2 separate regions of the Sus scrofa genome follow, and region 1 is linked to region 2. The links are chromatin contacts, called in public Hi-C maps. All regions are on one chromosome and are shown on one strand. Each heading gives the region's core, a stretch centred on a gene start, on an enhancer-like site or on the middle of the called end of the contact. The rest is flanking DNA. Distances are from core to core; before and after follow the strand shown.

What was found. Hi-C and Micro-C count contacts between places; a contact is called where the count stands out from the background.
Region 1: a Hi-C map of liver shows a contact between it and region 2, with 7 times the contacts expected there. The contact joins the promoter of TAF7 here to the promoter of ZMAT2 in region 2. A contact is called at or near these places in 1 of 5 promoter capture datasets (liver) and 2 of 47 Hi-C or Micro-C datasets (heart right ventricle and liver).

What each region holds. Positions count from the first base shown.
Region 1 is chr2:142,950,514-142,957,819 of Sscrofa11.1, forward strand. TAF7 (transcription initiation factor TFIID subunit 7) reads right to left here and starts at 2,098. Exons shown (of 1, transcript XM_005661764.2): 1 at 1-2,098. The coding sequence starts at 1,254. The coding sequence ends at 205. It overlaps LOC100515772 (protocadherin gamma-A1), which reads left to right and starts at 2,162. Exons shown (of 3, transcript XM_021084925.1): 1 at 2,162-2,361; 2 at 5,731-5,819.
Region 2 is chr2:142,409,660-142,416,579 of Sscrofa11.1, forward strand. It overlaps ZMAT2 (zinc finger matrin-type protein 2), which reads left to right and starts at 1,311. Exons shown (of 6, transcript XM_003354316.4): 1 at 1,311-1,462; 2 at 1,795-1,888; 3 at 2,992-3,115; 4 at 4,042-4,115; 5 at 4,816-4,961; 6 at 6,314-6,920. The coding sequence starts at 1,445. The coding sequence ends at 6,457. It overlaps LOC100521256 (probable histidine--tRNA ligase, mitochondrial), which reads left to right. Exons shown (of 12, transcript XM_013995242.2): 12 at 1-594.

The sequences.
Region 1 (7,306 bases), core at 848-3,347, 540 kb after region 2:
CAAACACCTAAAAAAGTGGTTCTTAAAGACAAATGAGAAAGAAATTCACATTTATATCTGTCGATATGACAAACCCAATAGAAGGCAGTGAAGAAAATGGCAACTACTGCAAAGTTATATAGTACCTAGTCCAGGTGATGAAACCAAAATTTTTCTTTCAATGCCGACTACTCTGAGGAATGAAATTAAGTATCAAAGCTCTCCTCACTTCTCCAGGAGTGATTCTAGCTCCTCCTGCAAAGAGCTGAGCTGCTCCTTTTCTCGGTCTTCCTTTTGTTTCAGTTCATCCAGCACGGCCTGAAATCTGTTCTTGAGAGCCAGATTTTCCACCTTCATGATCAGATCCTCCTGTCGCTTTGCCCTGTCCTGGGTCTCTTGGAGCTTGCCTTTCATGTTATCAATCTGTTTCTGAATTCCCATCACCAGCTGATTGGTTCCCTCATTTTCTTGGTGCTGTTCATCTGATTCATTGAGCTTGTCCTGTAGCTGCCTTTCCAGATCTTCCTCCGTGTCGATGATGTTTATATCTTCTTCATCTTGATGCTGTGTCTCATCTTCATCCTCACTGCTGCTGCTGAGGTCATTGAATATCTCCCGAAGCTCATCGTGTTCCAGTGAGTCATGGCCCTGCCTGTGGCCAGACATTCCTGGGGAAGAGATATCAAGGCCTTGATTTTCTGTTTCTTTTGTTTCATCTTCAGCAATTATTTCCCAGCGGGTACTGACAGCTTCGGCATCTGTGCTCAGCAAGCGCTTCACTTCTTTTTCCACATCCGGAGACTCAATGTACTTCTTCTTTGCTGTCTTTCGGAACCTTCTCTTTCGGACATTTTTTAGAGGCAGAGTAATTCCATGGTTCCATATAAACTTCTTCTCTTTGTCCTTATCCTTTTTCTTGCTTGCTTTGGGATCAGCAGTAGCAGCTGGTTCCTCCACAGGGGGATAGAGATCACCATCAACTGTAGAGACGAGCATCTGACAGATATCAGCTGTCTTGTAAAAGGTTTTTTTATCAATGGTTTTCAAACTCTCCATAACACAGGGCAGATCTACCAATTTTGAGGCCAGTGGGACCCGGTCCACTCTGACGATTCCATGACGCCCATCGGGGTGTAACTCAATTGTCAGTCTGTCCTTCAGGTTGACATGGCCAGACTGTACTGCCCGCCTCACCGTAGAGGCATATTCCGGAGGTAGGCGTAAGATAAACTGGCTCTCCAGTTCATGAGGAGCATCGTCTTTGCTCTTACTCATCTTTATTTCTCTGTGACTCACTTTTTCTCTATCAACCACTTGTTGGACTAAAAAGTTCCGGCTATGTCAACAGAAAGACTAGTTCGTCATAAATTGAAGTCTTTAAGTACAAAAAGCTCTAAGTAGAAAAGCACCTAAGCGTCTATTGTGAATTAAGGCCCAAGTCTTTCTAAAGACGCTGTGACTGAATACCAGTGGTTACAAACACTTATTAAGTCCTTTTAAATCTATTAGCTGCAATGCCAAGTTCCAACCTCTAGATGCCGCTGCAGCCACCAGGGAGAGCTAGCTAGCAGGAAAGCAAATGGCCGCTCCTACGGAAGGATTTTTGGCACAGAAAGGAAGGCGCAGCAGAAACTTTCAATGCACAAACTCTCCCGGAACAAAGATATTCAAGAAGCGGGGCGTAGTGAGCTCTCTTCGCCTCGGGTACTTACAATCCAGTGACGATTATAAATCCAGTCTCTCCGGACCGAAGCGAAAGGAAAAGGAAGCCACTCGCAGCAAAGTGGCCGGGGCCCAGCGTCTCCTTCCCGATTCCTTTGTTCTTCCCAGCTCTTGGCAAAGCGATCCGCTAATGATTATCAGATCAGTAAAATGGATCAGGATGGGCAACGCGAAATCTCGCCGAGATTCGCAGCTCCAAGCGCCAGATTCTGCAGCTCAGCAGCTCGGCAGCGGAGCAGTTCGGCAGCGCGGCAAAGAAGCAGCTCGGCAGCGCAGCAGCTCCCAAGCTCTGTGGAACTCCGTCTGGAGCGCAGATCTAGCGGAAAAGGATGCTACGTCACCGCTTGGGCGGGAGGCGGCTGTGAGTGACGGCAGGCTTCTGGCGGAAGTTGGGGCGGGCCCCGGCGCGCGCAGGCGCAACGTGCAATTACGTTGGCCAGCGTGAACTCTCATCTCGCGAGAATTTGGCTTTACGCGATAAGAATGAGACTTTCATAAAGAGCTATCGGTTTGGAAATACTTAGAGGATACGATCCTGACCCCGCTAAGCCAGAACTTTTATCGAATCGCCCTGCGGCCGGATAGCTCCTAGGCTTCCAGATAGTTGCCGGAGATAGGGCGTCCGTGCGGAATGCGTCTTTGTTTCTGGAAACAACTCAGGTGCTCCCTAGGCTATATCCACTCTGGAGTCGCTACAAGAATTCATAACCAAACATGCAGTGGATTTTAAATACACAAATCAGTGGAGTAAGGACTTGCCGCCCACTGCGTAATTCTAAGTATGTGTATTGACTGTGAAAAATGTCCATAAGGAGCCCATGACTCAGGGTCCGTTTCTGTTTGAAGATACCCTGAGGAAACAGGGGTGATTCCTCTTCTTAATGTTTTGGACGTCGTTATACACGTAGACAGAGAAGGTGATGTTCTTCTGGAGGCCCATATTCATTTAGGACAGTTTTCTGAAAGATGAATGGTCTGATTAAAGTAGAATAGAATTGAAGTTATTACTCCCTGCCGCACATTTGCCAGTAATTTTTAAATTAGTTTGGAATTTTTAAATTCTGCCTCCGCTGTTTGGATAACTGTTTTCTACTTGCCTGTTCTTCAGGTGGTCAGGTATTCTTCAACATGTATTTATATACTTTGGCCTAACATGTTCTTCAGGTGGTCAGGTATTCTTCAACATGTATTTATATACTTTGTAACCGTTTACACTCATCCTATTCATTTCCATTTATTTTTTTAATAGGATCATTTTGGTAGAGTATCAGAGTCATTAAAATTTTAATTCCTGTCCTCTAGAATATTAACACCTAAGTTTGAGAACTCACTTAAAATGTGATTAACATTTACAAAATTCACTTTATTTCTTTATTTATTGTCTCCCTCATTCAAGATTGGAAGCTCCATGTTAATCAGGGATGTGATACCATGTACATTTGGTTCCAGTGCCGAGTATCCAAACGTGGAAGATGGAAAACATTTGCTATTTGAATGAAACAATGGCTCCATCCAGAAAAAAACAAATATAATCTAAATCCTCTAACAATTTGAGAGAGAAAATACATTCTATATCACCTTAAAATGAGATAGAGCCATTTAATATACATTTATTCTCCAGTCAAGGATGGTGCCAATTGTTATGAGGGGAGAGGTTTGCATCTAGCTTGTGTGAACGTATCCCTTTGGTTGTGGTAGACTGTGATACTGTGTATCACCTGGTGGAATTTAAACGGCTTTGCCATACTTGGGTCGTGTGGAAGTTCCCTGGCCAAGGCTATCCAACACATTGCACTTGCAGCCTGTGCCACAGCTGGGACAATGCTCTATCCTTAATCTGCTGCACTGCAAGGGAATTTCCCAGTTTGTTTTTTTCATGTTAAGATCGAAGGAAAATGATGCTCTTCCACATAATTGTACTTTAAAAATTTTTTGAATTATTTTTTCTTTCCTATATAGTTTATTACAGAATATTGAGTAGATTTCTGTCATGCAGATGTACTTTAGTTCTTTGTTCTGTAATGCATAAAGAATGTTAGCTGATGTATGTATAATTTCTTGGCTGATCTGTTCCCTCTTTTTGAAGGTGAAAGTTTCCAGTGTTCTTGTCCTTGAATTATATTTAACTTATTTCATAGATATAAGTTTAACATGCTAGTCTCTGCATAATGTTTTTTAACCCTATAAAACATGAGGCCATGCTTATACATGAAAATAATCCAGATATTGCTGTCCATTTTAATTGTCTAAGTTTTATGATGCTCAGATATCTTTGTCACAGAAAATAACTTGAGGTGAATTCTCTGCAGTTCTGAGTTATGAAAAGTATGATGTATTTCAGTTAGTAAACCTTTAAAAGGAAGATTGTCAGAGATAATTAAAAGGATCAACTGAAGTTTCCCCTAAAGTATCTGCATCCTTCAGTCCTGAAACCTATTTTCTGCTTTCAGTTCACATTTTCTGAATGCTGGTTGTTTTTGTTGTTGTTGTTGTTTTGTTTTTTGTCTCTTTTTTAGGGCCACACTGGAAGCACATGGAAGTTCCTAGACCAGAGGTCAAATCAGAGCTGTAGCCACTGGCTTACACCTACATCTGCAATAGCAATGCCAAATCCAATCCACATCTGCCACAGCTCATGGCAATGCTGGATCCTTAACCCACTGAGCAAGGCCAGGGATTGAACCTGCATCCAAATGGATACTAGTCAGATTCATTTCTGCTGAGCCACGACAGGAACTCCTGAATGCTATTTTTTGAGGGATAATTACATTGATCCTAAAGCTAAGGGCTTTGCCCTATCACCATTACCTTAATGTCTATTGATAAATCCACTTTTTTTTTTATCAAATCACTTGATGTATAGAAACACTGAGCTGATGAAGGAATTACACTCCTGTATTTGTTCCATGGAATATCGGGATACAAGTGAGCCAAAGCTTTAGGGGGAGCAGTATCTTCCCCAGTGTGTTAACAAGTCTCAAAGACTTCCTACCTATGATTAAGGAGTAGACAGTCAGGCTAATGCTCTATGATTGAAAATGCCCTTTAATAATCTTTGACGTTTCTTACACTGTGGAGGTTAAAATTGTGAGTTATGGAAGAAGCTTTTGCTTATATTTTGGAGATATAAAATTATAGGAGTGAGGAAATAGCAAATACCCCCCAAAAGTACTCCTATATGCTGTTGTGCATACGCAGTAAAAGCAGGTTAACTAACATATAGCAGTGTCCTGTATCAGTAGGATGCTTTCTATAGAAAAAAAGACCAACCTGATTTACCCTGGTTTAAACAATAAAAGAATGTATTGTCTCAAAAACCAGGTAGACTAAAGCAGTTCTGTCCAATAGAAATATAATGTGAGCCACAGATGAAAGCTGCATTATTAAATTATCTAGTAAGCCCCTTAAAATGGCAAAAGGAAACATGTGAAATTAATTTCAATAATTTTTTTTGTCTTTTTAAGGCTGCACCCATGACATGTGGAAGTTCCCAGGCTAGGGGTTGAATTGGAGCTATAGCTGCCAGCCTACACCACAGCCACAGCAATGCAGGATCCAAGCCTCATCTGCAACCTACACCACAGCTCATAGCAACGCCGGGTCCTTAACCCACCGAGCAAGGCCAGGAATCAAACCCACACCCTCATGGACACTAGCCATGTTCTTTACTGCTGAGCCACAACAAGAACTCCTCAATAACATTTTATTTAACTTAATTATCAAAATTTTATTTCAACATATAATCACATAGAAATTACTAATGATATATTTTACATAGTTATTTTGTACTCAATCTCCAAATCTGGTGTATATTTTACGCTTATCGCACATCTCAGTTTGGCCTAGCCAGGTTCCAAGCGCTCAGTCACCTTGAGATGAGCCACAATTCAAGTGCGGGTGACTACTGTATCAGACAGTTCCAGAAGTATGCCTGTCTTTAGCATGATAGAATCATGGCCTCGCCCAAATTGTGTAGCTCTTCCTAATTTTGGACCATGTGCATTTATTTATACTTTATTATTCTTTCAGCTTTGCCCTCTTCTCCTTGTACACTTCCCAAGTCTGTGGTCATAAGAAACCTGCCAGCAGTAATGGAGGACCTTCCTTTCTTGTCCATGGTAAGTTCAGAGGGTGACTCTCCCCGGCCAAAATCTGTCTTTCAATTTGATTGGACCAGCTTAGGCCATGTACCTATCTCTGGCTCCATGCTAGTCACCAGGGGAACACCCTAAGTGTGTGATTTTCAAAATAGTGGGGACAGAGGGGCATTTGATGATGTTTTGGAGATGTTTTGATTGTTGCATCTGTGGCAGTGGGATCTACTGGTATCTAGCGGGTAGAGGCCCAGGCATGCTGGTAAATATCCTACACTGCACTCACCATCCATCCCCCACACATAGTTATCTGGCTTAAAATAGTACCAGGGTTGAGAAACCTTGCCTTAAGCTTTATTTTTAAATTATCAGTTGTTGTAATTGTTTTGTTAATTGTTTAACAATTATAATTGTTTGAAATACTGACAAGAGGAATAAGCACATTTTTAGTTTTGACCTATCAAAACCTACTAGGGCTGTGAATAGGTTCAGCTTCCCCTTAGGTTCATGGAGGGTAAACCCCATGAACACGGTGTTAGGAGAGAGGAAAGGGCATGAGCAAGTGTCTTAATCTATTTGAGCTGCTGTTAGAAAATACCATAAACTGAATGGCTTATAAAGAACAGAAATTTGGATTTCCCATCGTGGCACAGCAGAAATGAATCCAACTAGTATCTGTGAGGATGCGGATTCAATCCCTGGCCTTGCTCAGTTGATCAGGGATCTGGCGTTGCAGTGATATGTTGGAGCTGGTTGTAGATGGGTTCACATCCTGCTTGGCTGTGGCTGTGGTGCAGACTGGCCGCTGTAGCTCCGATTCAACCCCTAGCCTGGGAATCTCTGTATGCCTCAGGTGCGGCCCTAAAAAGAAAAAAGAAAAAAAAAAAAAAAAAGGAGCAGAAAGATATTTCTCGTTCTGGAGGCTGAGAACTTCCAGATAAAGGCACTGGCAGCCTGATGTCTGGTGAGGGCAGGCCCCCTTGTGGACAGATAGCAGTCTTTGTTTGCTGTAACCTGACAGGGTGGAAGGGGGGAGGGAGCTTCCACAGGCTCTTTTACAAGGGCACTGATGCCATAAGGACTCCACCCTCGTGACCTGATCACCCCAAAGCCCTGCTTCTCAATACCATCACGTTGATTAGGTTTCAACATGTGAGTTTTGAGGGGACATAAATATTCAGTCCATAGAGGCAGAGCAATGGTGCCCATGAAAGAGCTGGTTACTGCGAGGATTACAGTAGTATGCATGTGATTCCAAAAAGATACAAATGATCAAGAAGCACATGAAAAGATGCTCAGCATTATTAATCGTTAGGCAAGGACATAGAATAATGAAATTCTTGTGTACTGTTGGTGACTGTACCCCGGAAGGGTACAGCCACCATGGAAAACAGTTGATAGTTCCTCAAAAAATTAAAAACAGAATTACCACATGATCCAGCAATTCCACTTCTGTGGATATACCCCAAAGAATTGGAAGCAAGGTTCAAAGACATATTTGTACGCTCATG
Region 2 (6,920 bases), core at 61-2,560:
GAGAGCAGCTATACTGCATGGGCGCAGATGGCTGGTATGTGACAGAGACATGCTCTAACTGCAGAGGCAGATGGCAGACTTGCAGTGCCGTTGAACGCTGCCAACATGTGCTAATAAGATGGTTGCTGTGAACAAGTCTCTGGGAAAGTCACCTCAGGTTGAGACGATTCTGAACCACTGAGATCAGAAGTCATGTCTTAGCCTTCCACTCTTCGCTTCTGAACCAAATTCTGGGCAGTTTGACCACTGTGTGGTCTTGGCCTGTCCAGGGAGTTTTTGGTAAACAGCAAGAAGGGGCAATGACTGCTCTCTGTTTTGTTTGAGGACAGAGATGCTAGCCCAAGGGCCCAGCAGTGCCCATATTAATATGACGTCTCTCTAGCCTACCCAGTGTTAATCAGGGTGAGGCCGTCTGTTTAATAATCTTGAATGTTGAATTTAATAGGCGACCTGACAAGATGGAGATCTGATCTTTTGAGACTTTGGAGACCATTACCTATGCCTGCTCTAACTAGTCCATGTCCTGCCGTGGAGGTGGCTGTTCTAGAAGTGGTTGTATAATATATTAAATAAAATATTAAATCTAGAAGCTTGGGTAATTTGTTATCGAGGGATTTGTTTGCATAGGCCATAGAAAACGCTTGAGTGCACACTGGAGGATGCAGTGAGCTAAGAGGAACGTCCCTGGGGTGATGTTTTATTTTTGGTGAAGGGAACAGCCATGCTTCCTCCTCCCCGCAGCTGTGAGATACAGTCACCTCACTAAGTCAGTGTGTAGTGTGACATTTGCTAGAGTTCTTCACCCTAGAGTGTTGCTGATGACTGGCCTTCCCAGGTCCGATCGTGTTGATTAAATTGTGCCCTGTAGATTGAATAATTGTGATGTTTCTCAGTTGAAGGAAAAATGAGTTAACCAAGGGGTGATAGCATTGCTTCAAGATAAAGAGACAAAATGCAAACAGCGCTTTCAGTTTGTGCATTAGGAAGACTACAGCCTGTGCAAACTCTTAGGAGCTCTGGGGCCCTATCTTCAGTGCACACAGGTAAAGAGGCATCTAGAGCCCCTGATAACAGAACTTCAGCCTTAAGAAGGTTTGGAAACTCTTGGCAGTGCACGCAGGTTGGTTAGACTAGACCGGAGGGCGCTGATCTGAACTTCATTTTCCTCTTACGTAAAATGGAAGGGTTGAATCTGTGCTTGTTTTTAAAGCCAGGGTGAAAAACCCTCGCAGGCGCCCTTACTTCCGCGTTGCTTCATACTCCCCTTGCGCATGCGCCATTTCCTTGGAGCAGGGGCGGGGCCGACGATCTTGTTTTAGAAATCCTCCAGTCCTTAGCTCGTTTAGAACACGAGACTCTAAGCTTATTGGAGGGCGGGCTTGCCTTACGGCGCAAGGCCGCTTTTTACGGCATTTTCCGGCTTTCCATTCACTTCGCTGTGAAGATGGCGTCGGGTAGCGGGGTAGGTGTTGTGTGTGAGGAGGCTTGGGATGGGGGGTGCGGGGCGGCTTTTCGGCGCTGAATACCCCGCACCCGCCTGGCTTCCCGACACCTCCTGGCGATCTAACCGCCTTGGTTTGAGAGCTCCCCCGTAAGGCCCTGGCGCAGGGTCATCGGAAGCGGGAAGGTCTCGGGTTGGGGTCCTGAGGCAACCTCAGCCTCCCGGTGCTGTCCGGAGAGGCTTCGCTCTTCCCAGGTCCCGGGGCCGCCTTAGCGGCTGGGGAGCGGTTTCTTCTGTTTGTCCAGGGGTCGGACACGATTAGCGACGAATCTTCAGCCCCTTTTCCCCCACAGGCAAAAAACTTGGACTTTCGCCGAAAGTGGGACAAAGATGAATATGAGAAGCTTGCGGAGAAGAGGCTCACAGAAGAGAGAGAAAAGAAGGATGGTGGGTGCCTGTTCCATCAAGTGCTAAGTGTACTGCAGATGCGAAGCAATGGTTAGCGAGTCGGTGGGGGGTTGAAACGCGCTGCCCCCTTTCCTGTGTAACCTCCGGCAGAATAGTGCCTCCCTGGCTCCTCAGGTAGAAAAGTAAGATAGGCGTGAGGAGATGAACTGAAATGGTTTGGAGGTGCTTTCCGGCTCTGCGGTTCCCTGCTTCCTTGCCCTTCCTTTGCTTGGCTCATTTAGTGCTTTCCTCAAGTACAGGGAAGACAGTGGAATCCTCAGTAGTGATCCTCAGAAGAAGTTAAGTGGAGTGTTTTTGCTGCTGTGTATTGCTGCTATTGAACGTGGGATTCTTAACACCGGATTCTTAACCTGGGGAACGTGGGATTGATTGTTTCATCTAGTGCTTACGGCTGTTCTCTGTGCCTTACATTTTGTCAGGGAGTTGGTCTTATTTTCTTTTCTGTTTTCAGACTTGTACTTTCTTTTGCTTTACTTGCATACTCCAGCACTTTTGGTTTTTATGTAACTCATGCAATAGTACTTGGCATATAGCAGATATTTCCTAGATAATAGTTCTTCTTTAAAAAACTTCCCCAGCTCTCAGAAGATTGCCGTGTTACACATGGGGTATCTGTCTGAAAACACTAAATGAGTGGTCTTGCTTTTCTTTTCTTTTTTGTCTTTTTAGCAGCATTCGCAGCATATGAAGGTTCCCAGTCTAGGGGTCGAGTCCGAGCCATAGCTGCTGGCCTACACCACAGCTCACAGCAACACCGGATTCTTAACCCACTGAGGCCAGGGATCAAACCTACGTCCTCATGGATACTAGTCAGATTCATTTCCGCTGAGCCAGGATGGGAACGCCATAGACTTGTTGGCTTTAAAGTGGAGAAAAGATGTAGGGAGTTAAGGATTGCTTATCATTTTTGCTGTGTTGAAATTCTCTGTAGCTACTGCTAGAAGGGACTCTTTTGTCCCTTGCTTCAGGTTTCAAAAAAGAAATGAAGGTAGACTTCTGGATTTTGCATTTTATGCATTTCTTTTCCTTTCTGGCTAAGGATCTCTGATAATGAAGCGACTTCCTTCCCCATTATATTCCAGGAAAGCCCGTGCAGCCAGTCAAGCGAGAGCTTCTCCGGCATAGAGATTACAAGGTGGACCTGGAATCCAAGCTCGGGAAGACAATTGTCATTACCAAGACTACCCCACAGTCTGAGATGGGAGGGTAAGTGGCTTTTCATTTATCTCTGCATCCAGGAGTAAGTCACATAAAACTAGGTTGGTTTCAGGAAGTGTTGAGCAGGATACTTGGCCCCAGAATAATAACCTTGTTTTCTGTCATTCCATGCTTTGTTCTCCAAGGCCTCAAGTTAACATAATAGTGTCTCTACGAGGTGTCACTCTGTAGGCTTTGTTATATTAGTACTATAACTACTTCTTAATATCTTAAAGGGAATTGTTTGTTCTCCTGCCAGAGGAAGACATGAAGGAAAGGTCTACTGAGGAGATGTCTAGGGGAGGAATTAGGTGAAGCTAGAATGAAGCCCAGGAGCTGTTGATGGTGGATAAAGGGGGTTAAGGTTGTGGACTAACTAGCTGCAAAGGTTGTAGTTGTTACGGATTTCCTGGTTGTGCACCTTGCTATTAGACCAAGACTATAAGCTTTAGAAAGAAGGCTCCCACAGGAACTCTCCTTCCTTTGGCCCACCACTACTTCTCTGTCCAGTTAGGTTTTCCAGCAGGAGGATCACACAGATAGCAATGTGTGACACTTCTCTGAGCTGCTTAGTAGACCCGCTGTTGTCATTCCTCTTTGTGTTAGTTATCTGCTGCTATAGAAATGAATACATTAACCCAAGACTTAGCAGCGTAAAACAGCAGGTAGCTCACAATATCTGGGGGTAAGGAATCTGGGACTTACTTAGGTGGTTCTGGCTCAGGCTTTCTCACAAAGTTGCCCTCAAAGGTCTGCATTCATCTGAGGTATAAGTGGGTCTAGAGGGTCTGCTTCCTAGCTCTGTCATGCTGTGGTGTGGAGGCCTCTTTGTTCTAAAAAGAACTTTGATTTCAAAATACATGTTTCTTGGTCAAAAGCGACAAAATCCTTACAACAATCCACCAACCCGAGTGCTGTTTCTTTCTGTTTTCTAGGTATTACTGCAATGTCTGTGACTGTGTAGTGAAAGACTCTATCAACTTCCTGGATCACATTAATGGAAAGAAACGTAAGGCTCAGAGGTAGTTTGGGGCTGGGATGGGAATTGGAGATAGGGTGGGGGAAAGGGTCATTTCTCTTGGGCCTCTTTTTTAATGTCAAGGGAATTCTATAGTTCCTTCAGCATAGGATCCTTTACTATTTATTTAATGTTTCTGGAGTCCAAGAGGTGCGAATCTGTTCTAGACTCTCAACAAGCCCAAGCCCAAACCATGGTCTTTTCTTGGGCCCAGCTGTCCACACTCACATGCATGTACTCTGTAAGGATAGTTGAAAGCCGCTTATATCTTGTTATCTGGAGCTGCTGCCAAAGGATATATATTTTTTTTTTTTAGCCATATTATTTTTTTGCATGCTTTCTGAGATTTTTGAATGTTAGGAAGACTTTTTGAGAGACTTAGGATTTTTTTTTTTTTTTCTCCTTTTTAGGGCCACACCCACGCCATATGCAAGTTCCCAGGCTAGGGGTCGAATCATAGCTACAGCTGCTGGCCTGCACCACAGCCAGGCAATGCCAGATCTGAGCTGTCTCTGTAACCCACACCACAGCTCACAGCAACTCCAGATCCTTAACCCACTGAACCAGGCCAGGGATCGAACCTGTGTCCTCATGGATGCTAGTCAGATTCGTTAACCACTCAGCCACGATGGGAACTCCAGGGACTTAGGATGTTGTTGTAATGACCTTCCTCACTATTGACCCCACCCAGATCAACGAAACCTGGGCATGTCTATGCGTGTGGAACGTTCTACCTTGGATCAGGTGAAGAAACGTTTTGAAGTCAACAAGAAGAAGATGGAAGAGAAGCAGAAGGATTATGATTTTGAGGAAAGAATGAAGGAACTCAGAGAAGAGGTGGGCTCTACAATCCTTCCCTTCCCTCTCCCCCAGCTTTGAATTTTATGTTATGAATCATAGTGAGGCTCTCTTCCTCAGTCCACTCCCATCCCCAGGGGAGAGTTGTATTTCCTGAATTTCTGTATATTAAGGGAAACTTTTATTGCCTTTATTTGGGACTCATGACTGAAAGAAATAGCTCTAAACCTATCCTTTTTTCCCCTGAACTCTCTGGCCATGCTTTTTTTTTTTTTTTTTTTTTTTTTTAATGGCTGCATCTGTGGTCTATAGGAGTTCCTGGGCCATGGGTTGAATGGGAGCTGCAGCTTAGGCCTACACCACAGCCATGGCAACACTGGATCTAAGCCACATCTGCAGCCTACACTGCAGCTTATGGCAATGCTGGATCCTTAACCCAGTGAGTGAGGCTAGGAATCAAACCTGTATCCTCCTAGACACTAGTTGGTTCTTAACCTACTGAGGCACAACAGGAACTCCCATACTTTTTTTTAAATTTTCAGGAGTGATTAATTAAATGTACCTAGTCTGCAAGAGGCCTGTGAAACCAGGCTGACTGGGTTGGAATTCTGTTTCCTCCACTTACTGTCTGTGATTCTTTGGCCAGTTATATAACCTCTCTGTGCATCTGTTTTCCCATGTTAGAGATCTTAATATATTATGTACAGAAAGAATAAATACACACACACAAATAAACAAGAGGAGTTCCTACATTGTTCGGATCCTGCACTGCTCTGCCTGTGGCATAGGCTGGCAGATGCAGCTCTGATTCAACCCCTAGCCTGGGAATTTCCATATGCCTTGGGTGAGGCCTTAAAAAGAAAAATAGTAATAAGCTTAAAAAAAAAAAGGAAAAAGAAAAAATATTTTATATACGTAAAGCACTTAAATCAGTTTCTGGCTTATACTATGTGCCCCAGAATGTTAGTTCCTATCATGTGCTTTACTCCCATTACTGTGTTAAGATACAGACATGAGACGTATTGACAACCTCTCTTTGTTGTCCCTTACGATCTTTACCGTGGCTTTTCCTTAGTCTTGAAATTTTATTATTATTATTATTATTATTATTATTATTATTTTGCCATTTCTTGGACTGCTCCCGCGGCGTATGGAGGTTTCCAGGCTGGGGTTGAATTGGAGCTGTAGCCACCGGCCTACGCCAGAGCCACAGCAACGCCTGATCCTCATGGTTCCTGGTCAGATTCGTTAACCACTGAGTCACAATGGGAACTCTAAAATTTTATTATCTTTAATTATTTTCTCCTAAAGATGGAAAGGACACTCACCTGTTTCTTTCATCAGTGTTTGGCTCAGGAGTCCGAACTGATACTGAGTGATTTTCCCTCTAGGAGGAAAAGGCCAAAGCCTACAAGAAAGAGAAACAGAAGGAGAAGAAAAGGAGGGCCGAGGAGGACTTGACGTTTGAGGAGGATGATGAGATGGCAGCTGTGATGGGCTTCTCTGGCTTTGGTTCCACAAAGAAGAGTTACTGAGGCTTGCTGTGCTTGGCTCTTTGCTGGGCCTAATTTTGTGTGTGTGGGCATCAGTTTTCGGGAGGTACTCGGGAAAGTGTAGCAATGGGGAGGGCTAGAGGGGATTGTGGTTTCCCTCTGCCTTGGGAGAGAGCCCGGGATGCAGAGGTAATGCTGTGGCATATGCCTCCAGCCTCAGTGTATCCCTGGAGTCCCAGGACCTCTGACCATCTGAGTTCCCAATAAAGAAAAACCTCCTCTTCAGAGGCTGCTTTCCCGAAACTCCCCCTGCATCTTTCTCTCTTCATCTGTCCGGTCTCCTATCTGAACATCCTACATTTATCCTGTGTTCTGCCTTTGTTTTTATTTTGACTCTTGCTTAGCCTACAGCAGAAGGGTTCTCTGGGTCCCCCATTTCCAGCTGATAGCATACCTTTGATCAACCCCCCTTCCCCATTCTCTCCATCTCTCCCAGCCCCCTGTG